2 separate regions of the Gossypium arboreum genome follow, and region 1 is linked to region 2. Evidence: chromatin contacts called from public Hi-C data. All regions are on one chromosome and are shown on one strand. Each heading gives the region's core, a stretch centred on a gene start, on an enhancer-like site or on the middle of the called end of the contact. The rest is flanking DNA. Distances are from core to core; before and after follow the strand shown. Region 1 holds the start of LOC108458217 (two-component response regulator ARR5-like). Region 2 holds the start of LOC108459178 (IAA-amino acid hydrolase ILR1-like 1).

Evidence for each region. Hi-C and Micro-C count contacts between places; a contact is called where the count stands out from the background.
Region 1: a contact with region 2 is called in a Hi-C map of leaf, with 2.6 times the contacts expected there. The contact joins the promoter of LOC108458217 here to the promoter of LOC108459178 in region 2. A contact is called at or near these places in 2 of 5 Hi-C or Micro-C datasets (both in leaf).

The regions. Positions count from the first base shown.
Region 1 is chr4:113,210,934-113,215,999 of ASM2569848v2, reverse strand. LOC108458217 (two-component response regulator ARR5-like) reads right to left here and starts at 2,739. Exons shown (of 5, transcript XM_053026507.1): 1 at 2,381-2,739; 2 at 1,825-1,979; 3 at 1,638-1,723; 4 at 1,389-1,537; 5 at 759-1,295. The coding sequence starts at 1,960. The coding sequence ends at 983.
Region 2 is chr4:113,015,342-113,020,400 of ASM2569848v2, reverse strand. It overlaps LOC108459178 (IAA-amino acid hydrolase ILR1-like 1), which reads right to left and starts at 3,238. Exons shown (of 5, transcript XM_017758536.2): 1 at 2,735-3,238; 2 at 2,080-2,205; 3 at 1,085-1,399; 4 at 859-987; 5 at 348-785. The coding sequence starts at 3,133. The coding sequence ends at 411.

The sequences.
Region 1 (5,066 bases), core at 1,490-3,989, 200 kb before region 2:
CTTCAGGGAACATCTCCTTCCCCTTTTCCAACACCTCTCCCCCCCTATTATTATTATTATTATTCCCCTCCTCATATTCCCTCTCCTATCATTTCTCCTCATTTTTATTTTTATTTTCTTCATTTTAGGTCTCAAGAGATTTGGGATTTCGTTTTTCATTTTATATCAAATACCCAAAAAAATAAATAATGAATTAGATTAAATGTAATAATACTATTTAGCAAAATAGGTAAAAGATTACCTACAGAATGAGGGACATTTTATGTTAAAAGGCAATACAGAAGTGACATTTTGGCATAAATTTGATTCATATGGCGCTTTTGGCACAAATGTGATACATTGAACTTTCTCAAACTATAAACGGGATAATACGACAATGAGCCCTTAAAGGTTTATCAAATTTGTCAATGTAGTCTTTTCACTTTAAATTTATATTTAAAATATTAAAAAAATATTAGTTACCTTAAAATTATAATTATAATTATTAAAAAAAAAATGTCAACTTGACGTCAAGCCAGACTTGTAAATCTTTCGCCACTGTATCAAAACAATGTTTCACTCTTGTCAGTTGATTCTTCTTTTTTATCTACTAGATCTAATTCATTAAATATTTCATCTAATGAAAAAATAATAATCCCCTAGAGATTTAGATCATAAATAGATAACAAAATATTAAATAAATTAATCAGAGTCATCCATTCCAAGCCAAACCCAAAAGAAATTGGCCTCAAATATATGTAAAAAAAGAAGAATAAATATAATTTAATCTGAGTTAGTAATTGGAATCCCATTTTGTTACATTATATAAATATAATTAACAGAAAGTACAAAAACTTAGAAAGAAGAAGAAAAGGGAGCTTTGATTAATTTGCAAAGCGCAACAAAAACCGTCAAAAAATATTAACGGGAGAATTGCAGGGAGGGGTTTGGTCTAGTCTTCTAAAAGTTGAAATCCTTTTTATTAGTAGTAAAATATGCTGCTCTATTCAGAGCTTGTCATTTTCAGACGTCTGGTGGGAGAATCCAGTGTTGAAGGAGACGACGGTGCTGTTGCTGATTGAATCGAGGATGATGGTGACGATGATGTTGATGATGATAAAGTGGACGGTGGGGATGATGACAGATCGTCATCTCCTTCTCTTTGCTTTCTTTTGTTGATTCCTCTTCTTCTTGCTCTTGCTCCTTCTCTTTGTTCTCCCTCTCTTAACTCTGTGGTCGTGTAATCTATTATGCGTTTCACATCTGATAATTTCACTGGTTTCACTATAAAATCCTCTGCTCCTTCCTCTAAGCATCTGTTTATCAACAATTTCAAGATCCATTATTTTTTTTTAACCCAATTTTTTTCAATGATTTAAGGCCATAAAAGTTACTTAAAAAAACAATACCTGTCGATTCGAGCTATAACGTTCTCAGATGACATGATAACAACTGGGATTTCTCTAAAAGCTGAAGATTCCTTTACCTTTTTGAGCAATTCGTAGCCGGTCATTCCAGGCATACAATAATCGGTAATAATCAGATCAACCTTCAGACCCTGAAAATCACAAAAAAAAAAAAAAAGCTAACAAATGAGGTCAGAAAAATCAATATCTGGGAAATTTTGTGATGAAATTGCAATTATTATTAGTACTCACATCAAAACCATTCGTTTCTTTCTTTTGAATCTCCTCATCTAATCCCAGGTATTGCAAAGCTCTCCTCCCGCTATCCACTGCCGTCACTGCAGAAATCCAAAACCAAACCCCCATTCGATTCAAATCCAAACTAATTAATTTAAAAAAAAAAAGTCGAAGAAAAAGAAGGGAATCTGGATGAACAAACCTTTACAAGAGGAAATTCTGAGCAAGCGTTCAATGACTTTCCGATCAACGAGGCTATCATCAACGGCAAGAACATGAACTTCTTCGGTATCAGACGTAGAAAGATCGTAGCCGTCTATCTTCTCCGTCGTCCTCATCCAAGCAACGCCACCGTTCCTAGCCATCTCAGAGACAACAAAATCAAAGAGGGAGATTTCTGTAATGCAAAAAAAGGAAAAAGGGAGCGAAAAAAGAGAAGGGCTTTAATAAACAAGGCTTCCACCCCTGGTTCAATGGTCTGGCATTTTATACGGTGTAATGTTTTTGAAAAGAAAAATGGATATTAAAATATAAAATTTCTCTCTCAAATCAAATCTTTCTCACACTAAGAAATCCCCGCAATCTAATATTTTAATGCAAAAGGAGAGAGGGTTAATAGTCGCTGGGATTCGAAAATCCACTTCGGTGCCCTGCCCCCTGCCCTTTTCACTTGCCTCTTTCCATTATTTCGTTTAAATATCGTGGTGACAGATAAGATAAATTGGTCAAAATAAAAGAAATATTATTGAGGGACGTGCCAGTGAATGGTCGGAATCGAGCAGGGAAACTGACCGGAGGTCAATGGAGGAAGGCGCCGTCAAATCCGACACATCTCCCGAACCGGCGGCATAAATAACAACAGCTTAAAAATATGTTTCTTTTCTCCCTCTTCAACCGGCTTTGAAAAGACGGATGGAATTGGACAAACAGCATCTTTACTATTTCTAGGAAGGGTGCACACAGATTTTTATTAACAATAACAAAAACATCCAATTTTTTCAAAATTAATAATTACCCTAAGTATAATATTTTAAATTAAAAATTTTATCTTCCTCGTTGCTTGTTTTTCGCAGGTACCACCCCACCTAGTGTTCTGTCCTTTACACTCCCTTTTTTGGTCTATTAATTCTTCTGTATTTATTTAATTACACGTGCTGGGTTTTAACCCTCTCAAACCAATAATGACTTTGATTCTCTTAATACACCATTAATCAACTTTGGTTTCTTTTTAATCACCTCTTCTTCTACCATTCAACCTTTATGTCTTCATGAAAATTATACTGATTTTATATCATTTTAAATAAATTACATATAAAAATAATTTAATATATTTATTTTTTAAATATGTATGATTGAATCAAAATTAAAATTTTATATGTATAATTGTATCAAATTTAAGTTCATGAATTAAATTGTACTTTGAATTAAAGTTTATATATAATTTTAAAGTTTATCTCTTTATATATACTTATTGAGTTAGTTTCATTAATCTATATAAGTAAAAATTATTAAAATATTTTTATTTTTATAAAATAATAAATAATAATTTAAGGGTATTTTAAATAGTTTATTTAATGCCTGTATACCTTGTATAAATATATGATTTACCTAAAAAAAATTACCCACAACATGCTATAAAGCTGGTATATATTAACTTCTCTAAAAGATAATTGAAGAAAAATGAAGTGAGATGGGTGAATATACCAAAAATGAGTAACGAGAATGTGTAAATAAGTAAGAATGAAAAGAGGGAATTAGTTAGGGAATAGAAATTAGAAATTGAAAAGAAGAATGAGAGGATAAGGACATGAAATAGAGGTGATCAAAGGGATTTAGGGAATATTAAAAACGCAGAAATGGAGTTGAAAAGGTGGCCAAAACGACGAGAGAGAGAGAGAGAAGGGAGAGATTTGGGGGAGTCGAAAACAAATCTGGGGGGTGGGGGGGACCAACAAAGCTTTTTCTAATCTTTTGGACTTTTCTTTTAAGTTTTGAAAACTGCATATCAAATCTTGGAGATCGCCTTAACCTTGCCTTGAAATCAACAATCATCGGATCCGATCCGATCCTTAACTCTTACCCCGCCTTTCCTTTTTCTCGCCATTTTTTCTTCTCACGATTTGCCTTTTCTACTTTACTTTCTATTCATTCAAGTTTTATTTTCTTTCCAAATTTATTTAAGCTTCCATTCAACCTCTTTTTAAGGTTTATTAATATATTAAAAATCTTAAATTATTATCTTTTGTTTAAAACAAGTCAATCTACTTTTTTTAATTAAATAAACTCATATTTTTATTAGTTCACCAAGCTTCATTAATAGAAAATAATATATACACAAATTTCTAGTTAAACATTGATTAGGAAAATTTGGAGTCAAATTTATTTATAAACATTGAAGAGAAGTTATAATATCTAAAAACAAATTTATTACAAAGAAAAACTCCTTTCATTATTCTCTGCTTTGATTCAAGGATTGTCTAGACTTTGATCTAAGATTAATACGGTTACTTTAAGGGTCATCAAGACTTGACCCGTAAACTAGGTCTGGCGAGATACTTGGTTGAAAATTAGACTTCATTGAATTCAAGGGCTTTTGAGACTTGATGTTGAATCAATTATGTTCACTTCAAAGTTTATTGAGACTTGATCTTGAAAACAGTTATAGAGAGAATTTGGATTGAAGAGTTTTTGAAACTTGATATTGGATGGTTTAGTTTGCTTCAAGGGTCATCGAGACTTTATTTTAAAAACAAGTTGTTATCTCCTTTATGTTGATGCAAAGAGGCTAACGAGAGCTTTGATCCAAAAGCATTCTAGTCTTGATCTTTGATGGAAGAATGACTTCACTTCTAGGCTTGATCTCGAAGAAAAAAATCGATCAAACAAGATAAAAAAACAACTTTCTCTAGAATGGCTATGTTGTTCTTCAAATTCTTTAGAGATTTCTTGGGATTTTGGAGAAAACTTCTAGTTATCAACATATTCTTTTCAAACTTTGATATCTAAACTCAAAGACTTGTGAACTTGTGAAGCTATGTAGAATTGTTTGGGGGTGACCCTCTTTTATAGTAAAGCCAATAAAAAAAAAAAGATTTCATGTAGAATATAAATTCTTTATATGAGTTATCCATAAAGACTAAACTCTTTTATTTATATTTATCTCTTATTAATTTAATTAATTAGAAATAAAATAATCATTTAAAATAATAACTTAATTATTTTAATTTAATTAGTGATCATTTATTTTTTAATTTTTCTTAATAATTTAAATTAATTAGAGAAAATAATTATGATATCATCATTTTCACCAATGGTAATTTCGGTCAAGGTTTTCAAAAATAGATATGATAGTTGAATCAATCCGACCATCGATTCACCCGGTTTAATTGAATAAATTATTAAAAATAAGAAAAATAGAAAATAACTTATCCAACTAATTAGTTC
Region 2 (5,059 bases), core at 1,989-4,488:
ACTAAACATGAAATACTTGAAATAATGTCACTCTCAAACTCGAAATTGATCCAACTTGAAATAACTAAAATTTTAAAACCCAAATTATTCGAATCCAGATTGACTCTGATCCAAAATTAACCAAATAAACCATTGTGTCTAAACATATTCATATCAAAGATGTTTGTTGTAGGAGTTAATAGATATAATAATTATAATTGTGAGCGGTGAATATTGGGAAAGATAAGAGATTATGTTACTTTTTCGTCCATTAATACTAAATACAATGATGATTACCATTTAAATCTGTGAGACTCGTGTAAGATTAAAATCAACTTATGAAGTACAACCAAGATAAGAGACGAAACTATAAAATAGCAATCATATCATTATCATTGTACGGAAATCTCTATTTACATTTCTGGCAGTAGTCAAACTGAACTTGTATAATTTGAGAGAAATGAATGTGCAAATGCTGCATGAATTGCCGCCCCAATGGGAAACACATCTTCATCAATGGTGAAATAAGAACTATGTGGAGGATGTATGGCTCCAATTTTCTCATTGCGAATTCCTAAGAAAAGGAATGTTCCAGGAACCTTGTCTAAGTAGAAAGCAAAGTCTTCGCTCCCCATAAACATAGGAGCTACTTTTGTGTTTTCTTCTCCTACTATCTCCCTCGATACGCGCACTACATGTTCGAACACCTTTTCATCATTGACGGTGGGAGGAATTGTAGGGTGATCTTTTCCCGAGAATTCGATCGCAGCCGAGCACCGATGTACAGCTACTTGAGCTTTAATTACCTGATAACAGCAAGTCCATGAATATTTACATCAAATTTATTAATGATTCAAATTCCATACGCATTGTTGTTACCTCTTCTATTCTGTCCCTAAGTGCATTGAATCTCGTCGTACTGAAAGCTCTAAAAGTTCCTGCTATTGTCACTGAGTCTGGGATTACATTGATTGCAGTTCCACCTTCAATAATAGACACTGAGACCACCTGCAGTATGCAATAAATTACATAAAATCCAATGTCAGGCCAAGGATCATTTATTTGATTAGCTGTCTCTGGACGTTGTACGTAGAAATAGGTATACCTGAGAATCCAAAGGATCAGTTTCCCTTGAAACTATATTTTGTAGACTTATTATCGCTGTGGAAGCCGCCAAAATTGGATCAATGGCGAGATGGGGAATTGCAGCATGGTATCCTTTGCCGCTAATTGTGGCTTTAAAGCTCCCACAGCCAGCTAGAAATCCTTTAGCTCGTGTGGCAACCACACCTGCGGGATATTCATGCACCAGATGCAACCCAAAAATGGCCTCTACCTTTTCAAGCACTGACTCTTCGATCATTTGTTTGGCTCCTTCACCGCGCTCCTCAGCTGGTTGAAATATTAGAATTACAGTTCCCTGTAATTTATAGATTGTAATTCCTTTCCTTTCTTAATTTTGAAATTTCATTTTTAGGTCAAATACTGTGTTACAGATTTAAGGTTAGTTTACTTTACTTTACTGTGTGTTTATCATTACTATTAAAAATAATTTTAAAAGATAAAATATCAATTCTAAACATTATATTGTAAAATAAAAGATTTAATTGAATGAATGAAGAAAAGATATTTTCATTAAAAGCACTTCTTCAAAAGTCAAAACTTAAAAATTTTGAATTTTTAGTTTGATTAAATCTTAGTTTAAAATTAAAATTTGGTTTGAAAAGTTACTTGTTTATATTTCTTTTTGTTTGAAATCAAGGTTTGGCTTGAAGAGTGCTTTTTAACCTCAATGGTAAACAAAAGTTTAATCGTTTTCTCTAATTTACTTAATTTTAACTGAAATGATAGTCGTTAAATTTAATAATTAAAATAGCGACTTTTGTAAGCTAATGAAACATTATATATTAGTATATTTACCAAATAAAATTTTAGAAATAAAAAAATTTAATCACAGTTTTGTTAGTACTTACGACTTGAATATTAAAATTAAAAGTTACTAAGTCGTAAAGTAAATATAGTGAAGAGAGCACTAGCAAAATTTGACCTTAATAATATTCTTAAAAATTGGAATGGAGTTTTGTCATAATTATGCTTGACCTGTAAAGCGCATCGCAGCTTTTGCAGTATCTTTGCTGCTCCAAGCAACATGGCAACATGGGCATCGTGGGCACAAGCATGCATTTTACCGTCTACGTTGCTTTTATGCTCCCATTCCACCAATTCCTGCATGACATAAAAATAAAATACAAAGGGCAGGGCTTTGATAGTCCGATTCGAAGGCACTCCAATTAATTCCTTTCTAGTAAAGCTGAAAACATGTCAATCTCAAGCCACAAATTTGTTTTTAAACCTTTTTCTTCTTCTTTTTTTCACTGTATAGAAAAGTACGATTTTGCTTTCCTGATCTTCTAGTATAATATAGCCCAGCAGTATTTAGCAAAACAGCGAAAACCTGTGACTATTTACTATATATCATATAATACCATAAAACACTGGTTTCTTTCAAAGGGCTAATGATTATTGGTTGTTTAACAACTAAAATTCTTTTAAAACACTGTTGATCATGGTATTACACCAAGGAAATACCACTCAAGAATCGAATTTCAAACCCCAATGAGTCCATACTTCATGAGTGAACAGTAAAAAAAATTTTCCAGGAAACCCTTGTGTTAGATTTTCTTAAAGGAAAGGCAAAAAGTGAAGAAAGTTGAAGAATAATAATAACAAACAAGAAAAGAAAAAAAAATCAGACCTGAATAGGTAAAGCATCCATATCAGCTCTGAGAGCAGCAAAGGGAGGAGAACCAGAGCCAATTTTAGCGACAACACCTGTGGTAGCCACAGGCCAACGATAAGGAACACCAAGCAGATCAAGTTCATGCCTAATGAGCTGGCTGGTATCAACTTCTTCATAAGCTAGTTCAGGGTACTGGTGTATCTTCCTCCGTATTCGTTTCATCCAATCCACAGTTTCTTGATCATTAGCCAGGCTAAGTATCTGGTCTTTGATGGAAACGTTTGGACTAGCTGTTGCTGTTGTTGGGGTGAAAGAAGTGAAACAATCTTCATTGCAAGAGAAGCAGAGGGGAGATAGGGTTACGCAGATTAAGAAGATGTGTTGAGGAATGTGCTGCAGGGTCTTCGTGGCCATGGCCGAGGCTAAATTAGGCTGTATACGAGCGAGATAGTGATATATAAAACGGGGTGGGTGGTTAAGAATAGTGGGAATTCATTTGATATTTTTTATAGATTTACTCTTTGACGTATTCACAGTAAATTTATTGTAGATTTTATCTTTTGTAGGCGGTGCATAGTTTCCTTTATTTTAACCTTTTAATGCAATGGGCAAATACCACCCATTTACAGTTTCTTTGAAGGACACTCATTCAGAGTTGGTCGGGCCTTGCGTCACTATCTAATCTAATAAATTTCATATTCTCCACGTTTTCTATTTCCACAAAGTCTGTTAAATTCCCTTTCCCTCCTCTCCTATTTATTTTTCTTTATTGATTGTAAAATTATTACAAAGAAAAAATGGAAAGATACTAGTTACAATGGAAAGCCCATTAGAAAATACAATTAAGAAACACTATGAATGTTTGACAAATTGTCAAGTTATACCATAAAAGAGCAAACTATACTTGCATCAGGCTTCCAGCCACAACCTAAAGGAGATCAAAACAGGACTCAAGCCATACCACGGACAAACCTAACTTGTCAGGAAATAGGCAGACAGCAAACAAAGTGAACAAGCCACCTTGAATCGTTCAGCCTCTTTTTAGGTCATTGCTCCGATGGCATAGAAACAACATTACTGCCATGTAACAACAGATGTGCTAAGAACATATCAACCAAAAACGAGTTGCAAAGGACTTGAAAAAACAAAACGCAAAAGATTTGATAAACACAAGCGTCTATGACTCGAGAAAACCTCCTCAAGGGAGGGTCCAAAGAAAAACCTTGGACACCATTATTTTGCCAAGAAAACATAGTCCTCTTATGCTGGAAAATGAGTGGCCAGCAAAGGAGGACAAAAAAATGGTGGTGGAAGACGAGGTGGAGAAAAAAAACAGGAGGGCTTAAGGGAAAGGAAAGAAAGGGTGGGAGGGTGGGTGGGGGTGGGAATTAGGGGTAAGCGATTCAATCAAATCGAGTGAAAAAATTTTGAGTTAATTGAGTTGGCGAGACCTATTTTATCATCTTATCTTGATTTGAAATTTCTTTGAATCGAGTCGAATGAAATGAAATTCGAGTTGAGTTGAATCAAATGAAATTTTTCGAGTTAAATTTAAAAATTAAACATGTCAAATTAAAATATTATTACAATATAATAATTCCATGTTAGAGCATATAAATTTGAAACTATATGTCTTTGAAAAATTTTCAAAACAAAATAATAAGAATAACTCAATTCGATTAACTCAAAATTCAATTTTTTTCGATTTTTTAATTGACTCGAGTTTTTCTCACCCTTAGTGGAGACCAAGGAGCAGCACCACCATTTCGGAAAAGTGTTGGTCGGCAAGAGGTGGTTATCTTCTCTTATTATTAACTGTCAAAATATAGAGATGATTTTGAAAGAATAGCTTAAATATAGGTATAAGAACAATTTTAAACCTCAATTTTTACATTTAAGTCAATTTGGTCATTATTCTTTTTTTTTTAAATTAAATTTGACCATTAACTTTTTAAAAAGAGTGAAATCGTGTTTTCAATAAAAATACTAACTAAAATATTAATTTTAATGATATTGGTGTGACAACCTTCGTGACAATCTACGATACTTTCATGCTACATAACACTATTTATCTTATATGTCACATCAACAAATAATTTAAAAATTATAAAATATTTAAAGAATAAAAATTTCAAAATTATAAAAAATAAAAAAATAAAAATAAAAACACGTGGATTATTATGCTAGTTGTCATGTTTAAAAATTTGATGTTTTAGTTAATATTTATGCTTAAATTTTAATATTTATGAAAAGTTGATGGTCAAATTTAGCTTAAACAAATATAAGAGCTACATCAATAAAAAAATATAAATATTAAGAATTAAATTTATCATTATACTT